Regions from separate parts of the Anas platyrhynchos genome. Here region 2 is linked to region 1. The links are chromatin contacts, called in public Hi-C maps. All regions are on one chromosome and are shown on one strand. The core of a region is the stretch at or near the end of the contact, and the rest is flanking DNA. Distances in the headings are between cores, read along the strand shown.

Region 1 (6,853 bases), core at 2,391-4,890:
CCCCAGCACTTTCCTCAAAGGGGTATTGCCCAGTTGAGAAGAGTCCAAGAAACATAACATAGCCAGAGCTATATTATCTCCATGGAGCTCAAACGCAGAGGAGAAGAGGGGAATCCAGTTCTGAGAAGTGTGGAATCTGAACAAGTGCCCCAAAATGGAAAAGGAAGTATTAAGGTGAGTTGCAGAGATGGGCTCTGCTGAAACAGTGCGTACAGCCTGCTATCCAACCCAGAACATTTCATTTAGCCACAAGTGCTGTGGCGTTCAAGCACAATGTGATACAAACAAGTGACTAGCCTTTGTCCAGTGATGACTAAATATTATAATTAGTTTAGGAGCAGATGTGCCTCATGACACATAAAACACATTCACGAACACAGTCCCACATTTAGAGACAGAAGTCTAATAAAGTTTCAGACGTTTGGTTCAGATGTTTATGTGAATTACTTTGATTTATAAATCCTTGGGTTTTATTTTTTGCTTTGTTTTGGTTTTGTTTTTGTTTTGCTGGAGGGATGGGGAATATCTTAAAATTTGCTATTCTTAGCATGCTTTAATAGTTGAGATTTCATTATTAGGTAAAACTGGAGAGTGACTGAAGTGATAGTAAAAAGTCTGGATTAAAAAAAATATACATACATCTCTGAGGACAGTGGGCAGGTCTAACAAATACTGACTGTCAGAAGTCAGTGTGCTGCCTCTTCTACAATCCACATTCATCACTCTCCCAGAATTAGTCTAGCTAGCTATAACGATAGCTGGGCAGTGCATCCCACAACTGTAGAAGTCACAGCTATTTAATGTGCATTTTCCAAGAGTCAGCACAGGACTTGCATGGGTAAAGTGCAATCTGTGTCACACATTCCTGCTAATGACCTAAAGGACTATGCTCTCACAGCAGAAGAAGGGAAAATTAATCTTCAGCACAATTGTTCCATTTCTCAAACTTCTTTTCAGCAAAGATATAAATTGTGCCAAATATCTATCAGTTTTATGATGACAAGACCATCAAACTTGTTTCATTAAACACCCTCCCCCCTCTTACAACTGTCTAAACAAGATTTTTCCATTTAGTACCCTATCAATCCAGAGTTATGATTATTCAGTAACTGAGGGGATCTCTTGTATTTAAATATTAATGTTTGTGTAGTTATTAAAGTATTTGATGATTTGTCCAGGGGCACTGTAAAATTAAATATAGCATGTCATTTATGGTAATACAGAGGAGAATAATAAAAAATCTTTTTCATTCTGGTTTTGCGTCTGGCTCTGCATGTTACTTTCACTGCTTATTTGATGTCTTAGGGTATTGTGTGTTTTTAAATCCCTTTAAATGTAGGATTTCAGAGCATATTGTTAGGAGCATATAAAAGATTATCTCCCAAGTTATGACTTTGTGTTGCTGTGTATGAACTGTTGTCTGACAGTTATACTGCTAAAGGGGAAGGCAGTTTTCCAAAAAATATGTATCATGTCCTGGGTGTAGCAGCACAGTAAGCCCAGAAATATTTTGGGAAGCTCGCTTTGGTCCATGTTGTATTTGCTTTCAGAAATCACCTCAGCCTACCAGAGCACAAATATGTGTACGTAATTAGGATTTTCAAGTTACACATATTTTAAGAACAAGATTTAGGCACTCTGCTGTGACTAGCTCGTGCTATAAAGAACAAAAAAGAGAGAGAGCAGGTGGGAGAGAGAGCAAGCAGCTTACCTGAGGCAAGCACTAGACTGGCAGATGTAGAGGTGTGTAGCTTCTTCAGGAGCATGTTTTTGCGGTGGGATAATGGAAAAAAAATAGTGCTTATGTTTGGCCCATTCTGCTGGGAAACATCTTTCAGCCCATTTAAAAACAATAGTAGATAAAAATGACTTTCATAAGGTCACCCAGAGACAGAGCCAGGAATAGAAAGCAGGTCATATAAATCCAAGTCAAAGCACTTTCTATGAGACCAGAGTGGTATTTCCTGCTGAAAAAATAAAATGAGTTAAAATTGTGAATGACTGCTTTTCCTGCATAACAGAGGGGGGTTGATTGAGGTCTCCTTCAGCTTTTTCGTATAGGTCAGTGCAAAAAGATTCTGGGGCTAATGATGGACAGCTGTCACAGGATGCACCTCTCCTTGGTAAAAAGGTGTAGCAAACTGTAATAAATTTGTTAAAATATGCCTGTCAAAATGAATTAATATAATTACAGCAGAAGCACTTGCTATATATAAGGCTGATGCATTATTTTCATTCCCAGCCTATTTTTAAAGCTGATCATAACTTTCAGAGTGTATATATATATATGAATGTGTGTAAGGTAGCAAAATTACAGTAAAGCAGCTTTGTTTATAAATTGCAACCATGCAGAAGTCAGGACATTCACTTAGTGTTCTTGATGTACCAATAATTCACCCATCTTGTTAATACAGAGTTTAGAAAATTGCTGTAGTTGATGTTAACTGTGATGGTAAGATACTGAGTGCATTTTTTTTTAAAGGCTTAACTGGAAACACTTCACAGGAGGTTTGGGATCCTCATTATGTAACAGCAATTTAGAAAATTTTAATTAAGGATGTATATGCATGTGAGACATCCGGATTATGGTTCCAATCCAAAGCCCACTGCAGGCAATGGAAAGACTCCCATCAAGCACATGAATCACTTGATCAAAGCCCAAATGCTTACAGTGGAAATAACACAGGAATTAGGGTTACTGCCTTTTTCAAAGGACAGATTAATCTACACAGACCTCTGTGCTACCACAGCGAGGCTGCTTCCCATTTAAAACGGGCTCATGGATGTTTACATTACACCTTGGTATGCAGTGTGGCTATGCACAACTACCATGTCTGAAAGGACGAGAATGGCATCATGGCAAAGCATCCATAGCCTCGGGCTGGAGAGGGCTGTACCGTGAGCAGTGAAGAATGGAGACCACATTGATCAGAGATGAATGTGGTATGTAAATCTTCACTCTGTGTTGCAACTGGGTCTTAAGGCACATATGCGAACAGGGTGAAGGTTTTAGCTCAGTACCAGGCAAGAGCGCAAGCTGCTCTCTTGCTAAAACAAAGCACAGAACTGGGGGTCATGCCATGGAGGCCACAGAAAGTAGAGGTTAGAGTCCACATCCTCAAAACATCCTGCAGGATAACTAAGAAACATGGGATTTTTGTCAAAAAAAAAAAAAAAAAAAAGAAAGAAAGAAAGAAAGAAAGAAAGAAAAACAGATGCTCCTACAGCTTAAGAACTGCAATAGCCTGAACCAAATAGCTTTATCAAAACACACCTGTTGTCTTCTGTCTTGACATTTCAGTCCTGGCACCTCACGTCAGTGTCAGTGCATGTCTATGGTTTACACTTCAAACCCAAATTCACTTCAGTTTTTCTCTTCAGGGTTTATCCCTGTCTCATCCACCATGATTTCATACCATAAATTAGAAGCCTTAGCTCTCACCTCATTTTTAACAAAGGTGAAATGCTTTTCATCCCATTTTGTTATGAAGGTATTTTCCCACTTCCCACCCACATGTGAAGAAGACCTTACGAAATGTCTGCCTGTTCACCTCATTGGCATCCTTCAAATCATTCTCTTGCTCTCACTACTGTGATGACTAAAAAATTATACGAGAATGACTAAACAGCTGGTGCGCTATGACCACCACTTCTTATCGTAATTGTAATCCTCTCACTGTAACCTCGTGATGTCCCTGTCTCAGTGTAGTATCCATCTGTTGTCTCTTATCATACACTTGTACTGCAAAGTATCTGGGATAGGAACCAGCTTTTTTAACTTGTACAAAATCATGCACAAACCCACACGAACAGGCACGTACGAATATGATTAGGGCTTTACACTCTAATATCCCCACCACCATCACTACTGGGTTCCCTGACTGTTTAAGAAAATAGATTTTAAGAGAATTATATACATGTAAATGATATATTTATTCTGGTTCTATATAAGAAATTACTGACTTTATGCTCATTTATCAATGTATGATACTCCAGATAGGTCTGCAAGGATATGGATATATATAACACATAGGTCATGTATCAGACCTTAAGGCATCATTAAAAAGTTAGTGGAAATGATTGCATTGTGCATAGCTACATACCTCTAACATTTGGATAATAATTGTCCACCTCTTAAGGGTGTTGCAAGGATTAGTCAACAAACTAGTACTTATAAAGCACTTTGAATATGAGAAGAGCTATATAAATGAGCTTTCTTATTGTTTATTATTATTTCATATTTATTCTGATTTGTCAACATCATTAAATATGCAAAATCTATGTAGTGGTGTTTTTTGGTTTTTTTTTTTTTTTATGTAACAATGGAGTTCTCTGCATGCTATGAAGGACTGTGTGATGTTTTATCTGGCAAAACGATTTCCCTAGTAATATGTGACCCTCTTCCTGCTAGTTACATATATAAAAAGTGATTGGTAGGTGTTACTGAAACTTTACATCCTTGTCGTTGTAGCCTCTAGAAATGTCACCACAAGAAATTCCGGGGCAAAGGAGAACGATTATTGCCTGGACCAAAGGTTACCAAAGAAGTACTATCTTCTTTGTTGTAATTAGAGATGTGCTAATCCCAAATTGTGATTAAACAGGTCCTCTACTGAGTAGAGATTTGTTGTTTGGAGAACTCCTAGGAAAGGGCAGGGAAAGAGTCATCATTTCATTCCAAGTCCCATGCCAAATGGCTGCATTACAACTTGCATTATTCTCAGTGGAGGGTAGGTGACACAAAATTAAATGGCACATAAAACCAAAGCAAAACAATGTATATCCCCAGCCCCAGAAGGAACTGGCCTCTTCTGAGCCCTTCCCAGCTTCTGCCTCCTGCACCCTCTGCTGCTGAGGCCCAGCGGCTCAACACCCGTGGTGGTAATAGTAGGGCTCGGACAGCCCTGTCCCCAAAGGGACAGGCTGGCTCCTCCATTCTGGGAAGCTTTCTGTGGAGCACATAAATTTTCCTCGCCAGCTGCATTAAACCTCTAAACTTGGTGACCTGGTCAGTACCCCTGGCACTTCTGGAAAAGAGCATTTGATGGTGGTATGTTGCTGTGTAGCTGGGTAGCAGTTGGCATTATCAGATCCAAGTTGCCTAGACTAAAGCTCAGTGCTGAAAGAAGCTAATGGGAATAAAATATATTGATTAAAATGACAAGCTTTGCCCTACCACCGTATTATTATGACAGGAGGACTGCAGTAATTTCCATTCACAGACAGGACATGCACACATACAGAGCCATGGAGGAAGTTACAACACACACATTGGGTAGGAAGAAATGACTTGATCAAACCAAATGTTGGAGTGAGGACAGATCAAATAATGCCACATGGAAAATTATGGTTTGGAATGAAAAAGTGGTCCATTTAACAGTACATAAAGTCTCTGTAATATGCATAAAATCAGCAGCTAGCAGATGTTTTCTGACACAGTGCATCTGCATGAGGCTGAAGCGTATTCAATTCCACTGTAGCAATACGCAGAGCAGATATAATGGCAGACCCTCCAGACAGATGAAGGCAGCCCTGCCCTCCTCTAATAATAACAATAAATAATAACTTGTATTAATTTGCAATCAGGATTTTAATGATGGACTCAGAGGCAATTATGGGAGGTATCATACAAAGGATGAAAGGAAAGCCTAGTATCCATTGGTAACAGACAGGACGAGAAAAAAAAATTTGGTGACAGCTCTCTATTTAATAAGATCTTGCTGAAAATATCACCTTGGGGTTAAAGTTCTCCATTCACACCTTCCGGCCAAAGGTAACTTCTTTTAAATCTCAGGAACATTTCTTCAGCCATTTTAACTCTGCAGAAATGCAAAGGAAAATATTTTTCCTTCATTTTAGAATAATATCGCACATTCCATTTCGTAGAGGTGGCTGGGGTTTGAGAAGGCACTTGTCCTGAGTGTGACGGTTGATTTAAAGAACTGATACATTAAGGGCATTTTTCTTTCCTGTCAGATGGGAGCAAGCGGAGGAAAATACAGTACAGTCCTGCCTCTCCAGTATCCTAAATAGCCATTCATGCCTACCCATGACACAATCTAGGCCACACACAGTAGGCAGAGCAGGCCTTCATAATTTGATCTCGGTTCTTCGGTGGAGTTACCACAAGAAGTAATACTTAACAACTGAGAGACTTAATGTCTCAGAAATAATGCTTAAATGGCCGTGATTACCATAACCAATATAAATATGGAAGTTCTCAATACTTTGAATCATCTTTTCAGTCCATCTGCACACTCAGGCGGAGGCCAATGTACCAGGAGGATAGCAATCACCATGGAGTCCACCAGCACTTGTGACAAACTAATTTATTCCAAATCAACATGCGAAGGCTGAAGCCAATTGGACAAAGAACTGCATTAACAGCCTGACTTGATCAAACCCAGTTAAGAAGCATTGAGTATTGGTCATAACGACATCGTGTCTTGGATACAGTACAGCCATGCGTTTGTGGCTTCCAAGAATTGTATGCATCAGGGATGGAGACATTAAAAGCTTCGGTCATGCAAAATTCAGGACTTCTTATACCACGGTCTGCAGATCGTGCATCCTCTTTAGCCATCGTTTAATGATTTTTAAGATTCTCATCAATTTTTGAAGCCCTTTGTGGGACAGGTCTGAGAGAGTTAGGATCCTCTTCAGCCAACACTACCATGACCTCTCAAGGCATCTCTCTGACACAACTGTCTGCAACAAGCATGAGAGGTGTCAGCAAAGGAAGCTGAAAGCTGGATGTGGAACTAACTCCCTACTGAAAGCTCTAGACTAGCCGCTGATCTTCCTGCCATGAGACCTCTTTTTCTTTCCAATAGATGCAACAGAAATACAGAGC
Region 2 (6,734 bases), core at 694-3,193, 320 kb after region 1:
ACTGCGAGGATAAATATGTTGTTGGCATCTTGTTTTCCAACTTGAACCGGCTCCTGAGTTGAGTCAGATTTAACTCTGAGGAGCCATCCACGGTTATGTATCTAGTCTTTGCTCAAGGTGCATGTACCATCATATCTCTAAGATTCAAAGAGTTAAGCTGTTGTAGTAAAAATGATAGCATTCTGCGAGGACGTGCTCGTGCTGTAAGACACGAGGCAGCCAGCACCAGGAGGAGTTTCCATTTATCTAAAGATGAGGTCCTTCTGCCTGCACCTTCATTGCTGTGGCTCTGAAGCTGCATTTTCAGCGTGGCTGTTGCTTGGTAAAACTTCAGTTGGAGGCAGGATGGCAGATGCTGGGCTAATGAGTGGATCTCAGATGTTTGCTCTGATGTGGCTCGCCTTGAATGTGTGGCAGATGGAAGGAGCTGAGAGTATGGTGTATCCCCACGGCCAGACATTGTAGTCTGGAGGCACGCTCTCTATTCTGTTGTTGTTAATCCTGCATGTCAGATAAGTTGTTAGCATCACCATTTTTATCTTCTCTGAAAAATCAGAACATGAATTGATTGATTTGGGCCATTCTTTTTGTGTGTACAGTGTGGTTTCTTTCTAAATTAATTTAACTTGAGACTTGCAAGATTTGATAGTCATGATTGATACTCAACACAGGAAAATTCTTTAGCAGTGACATTTTAAGTATATAGGAAAAGGTGTTGTAAGTATTAGTCTATTAAGTTGACTTCTGAAAAATTTTCCTTTCATTTGCTGGTTATTAGACTTTTCTGAGCAACAAAATAATTTTGCTAATACCAGCTTTCACATTTACTGCTAGGTAGACCGCCTTCTGTTATTGCCAAGAGAGCATAATTCTGGAATGTTGATAGCAGTTCCGTATGTTAGAAGGCAATATTGGAAAAGTATTTAATGACTTAATTTGTGTTATTTCGGTTCACTGGCTGAAAATGGGAGGTGGAGAGTGGGGGACCCAGCAAGCTCTTGAGGTATTTTGCTGGCTGTATCGCCCCAGTTGGAAAACTCCTATCGTGGATACCACAAAATTTGCAAAAACCTTTATCATCATATAACACAGTTCTGGCCTTTACAAGATCATTTCATATGATAGTGCTTTGTCACTACAGAAGAAGGTAAGGCAATAAAGCTTAAATCTTTTTCAGCATGAGGTATTTGGTTTAAGGATTTGGGGCAGTGTTTAGTGTTAAACACTCCTAGATACATCTCCTTGTGTAATACTTTAAATAGTCCCACTTCCTCTTTAATACCTACAGTTATCAGGTACCTCAGTGTTGATAATTTAATATAGAAGATGACTTTGCAAGGTAATTTCAGAATGTGAAGAAAAATACGTAGTACAAGAGGTGAAGCCTATAGTCCAAATGTTTATCAGTCTGAAATGAGCATAGCAAGTCCAGAGTGTGCCCCACTGCAAAAATTATAAGTGTTGCATTTGCCTCTCATTCCCAAGAAGGCTGGTAAGGGGAGTGAAATTGTTTAGACTTGCTAAGGAGTGTCAGGAGGAAATTAATTTCTTTCTAAAACTAAGAAGCAGTACTAAAAATGAAAGGGTATTGTGCTTTGCTGTCTCCTCCCTTGCCCGTCCCCCTCCAACACTGCGCTCAGCAGTTTGTTCGGGGACAATTCCTGTGAATCTGTTGAACTTTGAGATGAAGAATCCTTATTTAAATACGTAGACTGGAAACAAAGGAATAGAAACACCAGACGTACCATTTTTACAGCGTCCTTTTGTATCACGATGCCACAGATTAAAATGATAAAGTCCGAGTTTAAATTTATCATAACATTCAAGGAAGCTGCCCATGAGGAGAACTGAAACTATTTTTCTAAGATAAAAACACAGCAGGACATAGAGACTGGAAGAGGGGGAAGCAAGCAAAGATCTCAAGGTTTGTTTTGTTGGCTAGAAAAGAACTCGTGTCACTGAATGGACTGCACTTCTGTACGCAGAAAGGCTTTCCCAGTGTGTATCAGCTTTAGTACATGAAATCCCGCTGAGGTATAGATGCTGCAGAGTACAAGCCTGTTCTTTTTAATAGTCAGCTTTTTTTTTCTCGCTCCTTTTTCTTTGGTTTATACCAACATTAACATTTTAACTGCACAAAAGAAGTAGAGTTGTGGATGTACTTTAGATAATCTGTTACTCTTTGGCATTCAGAGGGAGCAGGAGCCCGGTACAACACGGAACAGCAGCCTCGTAAGGTCCTCCTTTTAACCATTAGCCTCTGTTGTGCAGTTAGCTCAGTGCAGGCAGAACCGCTTTGAAGCAGACACCATTTGCAAAGAAGCAGTTGGCAGCATTAGTGCTTGGGTAATTTGATAAAAAAGCAGGGGGATTTGTCTCAGAGGGGGCGTGTTGTACTTTGTCCATGAGAAACAGTGCAAAAACCATAGGAAGCAGAGCCCAGCAGAAGAACCTGGTTGGGAAAAGGTTGTGGTGTGCAAGGCAAATCTGGGGGACTGCGATGCAGCACTGTGGGTTCGTGTGTTAGTCCATTTGCTTGTATTTGGGATTTCCCATCACTTTTGGTTTTTGCATCATTAACTCTAATAAGGTAAATGATATGTAAAGGAGAGAATAGTTTAGTGCTGTGTACAGTGCAATTCAGGGTAGTGTCAGCAATTATATGAAGTTGAAGAAGGGAGTCGGAGTAGCCAGCGTTGGCACTGTAGCCAAGGCATTAGTGATAGGATTAGCTGCCTATTGTAATAAACGTCCTGGCTCCATAGTACTGTTGGAGCCTCTTCTGTCCTTTCAGAAAACTGCCAGGCAGAGGTGGGGGCCTGAAGGTGTTGCAGTGTGTCTTGCACTGCTCTGAGGCTGTGCAGGCTGGAGACGTGCTTGTGGTAGGCTGAGACCTTGATATCACGCCTTGGGTCTGCCTGGGTCAGGTAGTACCACCGTGGTGGACACCACCAGCAGATGCCTAATGCCAGGCTAGCTATTAGAGGACCCCTGCTGGCCCTGTGTCCTGGTTGTTGTGTCTGTGCCAAGGTCCGTGCCAACTATTGGGTGTTATTTTGCTGTGCAGGCACTCCTTTATGGAGAGAAAGGCACCGTGGGCCTTCGTAAGCATCCTTCTGGGGCTCCAGTACTTTCCAGAAGTGGGTACAAAGACAAAATGCGCTTCCCATCATGTGCATTCGATAGTTTTGACCCAAATGCACAAATCCAGTGGCAAGTCCTGAACTGAAAGTTTCCCTGGCAGTGGAGAAGCAGGCCCTGGGGAGAGGGACAGCGGGGGGGACGCAGCACAACGCAGCCCTTCAGTGAGTGCCCCTGGAACCAAACCCATCCCTCTTCAGCAGCGGGTGGCCGACCGACCTGCTGTTATTAGCGGGCAGGTGATGCCACGCAGCGTGCCACCAGGCCAGCCGAGGAATCCCCACAGAAGACGGATGGGCGAGGGGTCGGAGGACGTGGGGGCAGGCCGAGGTGCCCCCACGCCCCGCCGGGGGGGCCCAGCCGCAGCCAGCGGCCCCCAGCCCGGCCAAACTGGGGCACGGGGCTCGTGCTGTGTGAATTATCTTCCCAGCGTGGCGGCTGGCTGCTCGCTCTGAAGTATGCGAATGTGCTTAACCTTCAGTAACCTTCCCATTGTTTACTTTAGAGTATACATTTGTAGCTTCTGGCAAAAGGTAGGGATATCCTAGAGAGCGCGTCAGGCCTCCTATTAATGGCGTTTCAAGAGGTTGAATTCTTTTTTTTTTTTTTTTCCTGGAGGGAAAAAATTGCTGGCAAGAGAAATCTGTTTTATATATTTATTTTTTTAACTGCGTCTTTCTGGTAAATCAAGGGTCTTTCCTGAAAGCAGCCCGTGCTGCCATTCAGGCTTTGCAAGGAAAAAGCTGTGGCAGTCCTGCAATTCCGTGCTGCCGTTGAGTGAACTGCGGGAAGAGTTTGTAGGATTTCACTTCTCACTAACAGAAATGCTCCTTTTATTTCCTTTTGAATGGATTTTAAATTCCTAAAAGCATACTCTTACAGATCTGCTATGACACTTGAGAGAGAAGCATTACTGAGACATGGACGTGAGATGAAGAATTCATTAGCTATGTATACATAGGTTTTTTTCCTGGACGTCCACAAGTCAGCTCCAGTCATGTACACAGAGATTACCTATTCTAAAAGAACATTAGTGTTTGTCTTTCTTATTCATTCTTTGTTTAGTACCGAAGCTTAGAAAGCACTTTAAAAGATAGGGCTTCTGTTTCAGGATGTCCACGATCAAAACGAAACGGCTAGAGTAATAAAATACCTGCAAGAATAGATATAAGGAATTCAGAGAATAGATTAACAAATGTAAAATCTAAGGTGAAACATGAAGAGAGGAATATGTCACTTTCTTCCAAAGTAGAGGGTTGTTTCCATATCCTTGAAAACTAGAAAACATTGCTAATAGCAATGTGTGTGAAATGTATTAGTATGTGTGAGGGAACATAAGTAATCTGCATTTAGTGTGTGCACATACTATATCCAAAAACTGGTCAAAGCATATCTTTTTGTTGCAAAGCCTAGTGCTCAAATGTTAAGAAATGCCAAAAGTGAGATATAGTCTTTGTAACCTTAATTATGTTTCCTTGTGCATCTACAGTTCAATACACTCTTAATCATGCGGTCACATTGATATTTTTTCTGTGAAATGTCTGTGTCATTCAGTGCACAAAATAAACAAATGTTCAACAAATGAGAAGCTATTCAGTATTTTGTGTTACCCTCACCTTTCAATAACTGTACCACAGTTTTCAGACAGCCTCAAACAGAGAATTATAATTTTACTCCTTGTTTGTTTGTTTGTTTTCTTTTGGTCCTCATTTTAATTGTATTTGAGGGCTTTAAAAGCATCGATCAACCTTTGCAATATACGTCTGAGAGGAAAAGGAATATGATTCCTGTTCTACAGATGAAGAGCTGGGCCACCAAAAAAATTTACATCATGAATATCAGCTCATTCTGGGTGCCAGTTTTCTAAGTTTTGCCATGTATCACCCTTTACATGATCTCACCTGTTGCCTTATTGTGTTCTGGATAGCCACAAATCAACATCTCTAAAGAGACTCTCTGAGGAAAGGACTACACATCTAAGAACCTCTTGTGAAAAAAAATAATTTCACTCATATGCCCAGTATTGCACATGAATTTTCTACAGGAGAAAGCAAAAAAAAATAGCTTGAGGTGAAGATCCATCTGGATAACTTCCTTGTGATTGTCTGAAGCATGGTAAATGTTTAAGAAACTGAAAATCACATCCTACAAGAAAGAGTTACATTACTTAAAGAATGTAGGTTATACCCAGTCTTGGGCTCTTCTTGTTAGCTGATGACCTGATCCAGAGGTTGAAACCGTTGCAGGCCCTAGCCTGTAGAAGTGTGCCAGCAGGGACCTAGGGCAAAGCACATTCACAAAGCAATACCAGAAACTTGGCACTTCTCGTAATAGTATTTACCTTCCATTTTTCAGATATTTATAAACAGTTGTTTAACAGAGGGTCAGGGTCAAGGCAAATAACTATAACTACCACCCAGCAGACAGAAATTTAACTTGCAGGTTCTCTGTTGGACATCATCATTCTGTTTTTAAATCTTTCCTTGTTGAAGCGGTTTCTAAAAAACACATTATTTCTAATAAAGATACGATGTATTCTAGCAGCCCATAAATAATGAAAGAATATTTTGCTTGTTTTATTTGGGTTTACTTTAGGTATGAATTCGGTTTTTGCTCAGGTAGAATAAGGAAGAACTTAATTGCTGCATAAGAGCCACTCATAAGAGAAATGTGCAGGGTGAAGCAATATCATGTTTTACAGTACGTGTATGGATAAACTAAGATATTTGCTTACATAGCTCTAATATGACAAGATGGTGTGTGACAACTCAGAAATACCTTCAAGCTTTTTAGAAGTAATCTAGAACTGTGTTTAAAGCAGAATAGGCCTTGAAACACAAAAGGACAAGAGAATGATCCTGTGTTACTCAGGGGGTCATATATACAAAGGGTTCATTTTATGTGAACATGAAGATTTGCTTTATTATTTCATGGATTTGTTTCATTATAGCACTAAAGCCTTCAGTCAACTGTAGCCTGAATTGTCGCAAATGTTGTTGTTACTGTACTAATGCAATCAGAGAGCTTTTCTTGAACTTTTTTTGAACGTCATTTCTATGTGAGCGCAATCCAAACATGCCTTAGAAAGTTGAGGACAGGAACAACATGGTCTACAAAATGTGCATTTTACATATGCACTTGCTACTGAGACTGATTTCCAGATAGTGGAACATGTGTTACAGATATAAATGAAACACATAAAAAGGGTGTTCTTCAGTTAAAAACAAGCTCTGCCTGTCAAGATGATGAGTGTTCTAGGAGTCTGAGTCAATTATAAACTACTCTCTCTTTTACATGCAGAAGAAAAGCCCATACTGCTTCTTGCAATTTTTCCTCTAACAGTAATTTATAAAGTTTTGTTAATTGGCTGTTGAATGTAGATAGTCAGGCACTATAAAATGCTTACGTGACAGTTTATAAGAAAAAAAAAAGAAAAAAGAAAAAAAAAGACCTCTCAAGTCAAAGCCATGTCTTTCTAAGTCTATTAGGTCTGTGATTTTTTCTGTTTGAAAATTGCATCCATAGACTTGACCCTACAACTTCTCGGGACGAATTCCTGCTACGAGCACCAAACAAGCAGACAAGGCCAGTCT

The links. A called contact is a pair of places that touch in the nucleus more often than the background predicts.
Region 2: a contact with region 1 is called in a Hi-C map of subcutaneous adipose tissue, with 2.1 times the contacts expected there. The contact joins two enhancer-like sites. A contact is called at or near these places in 2 of 8 Hi-C or Micro-C datasets (liver and subcutaneous adipose tissue).

What each region holds. Positions count from the first base shown.
Region 1 is chr3:56,457,336-56,464,188 of IASCAAS_PekinDuck_T2T, forward strand. No RefSeq gene overlaps it. Among named protein-coding and RNA genes, the nearest start is that of ARID1B, 24 kb to the right of the region's middle. Within about 2 kb of position 3,641, at least 2 of the 8 cell types and tissues checked have an H3K27ac peak or open chromatin away from gene starts, as enhancers often do.
Region 2 is chr3:56,781,533-56,788,266 of IASCAAS_PekinDuck_T2T, forward strand. All of the region lies in intron 12 of ARID1B (AT-rich interaction domain 1B), which reads left to right. Among named protein-coding and RNA genes, the nearest start is that of TMEM242, 99 kb to the right of the region's middle. Within about 2 kb of position 1,944, at least 2 of the 8 cell types and tissues checked have an H3K27ac peak or open chromatin away from gene starts, as enhancers often do.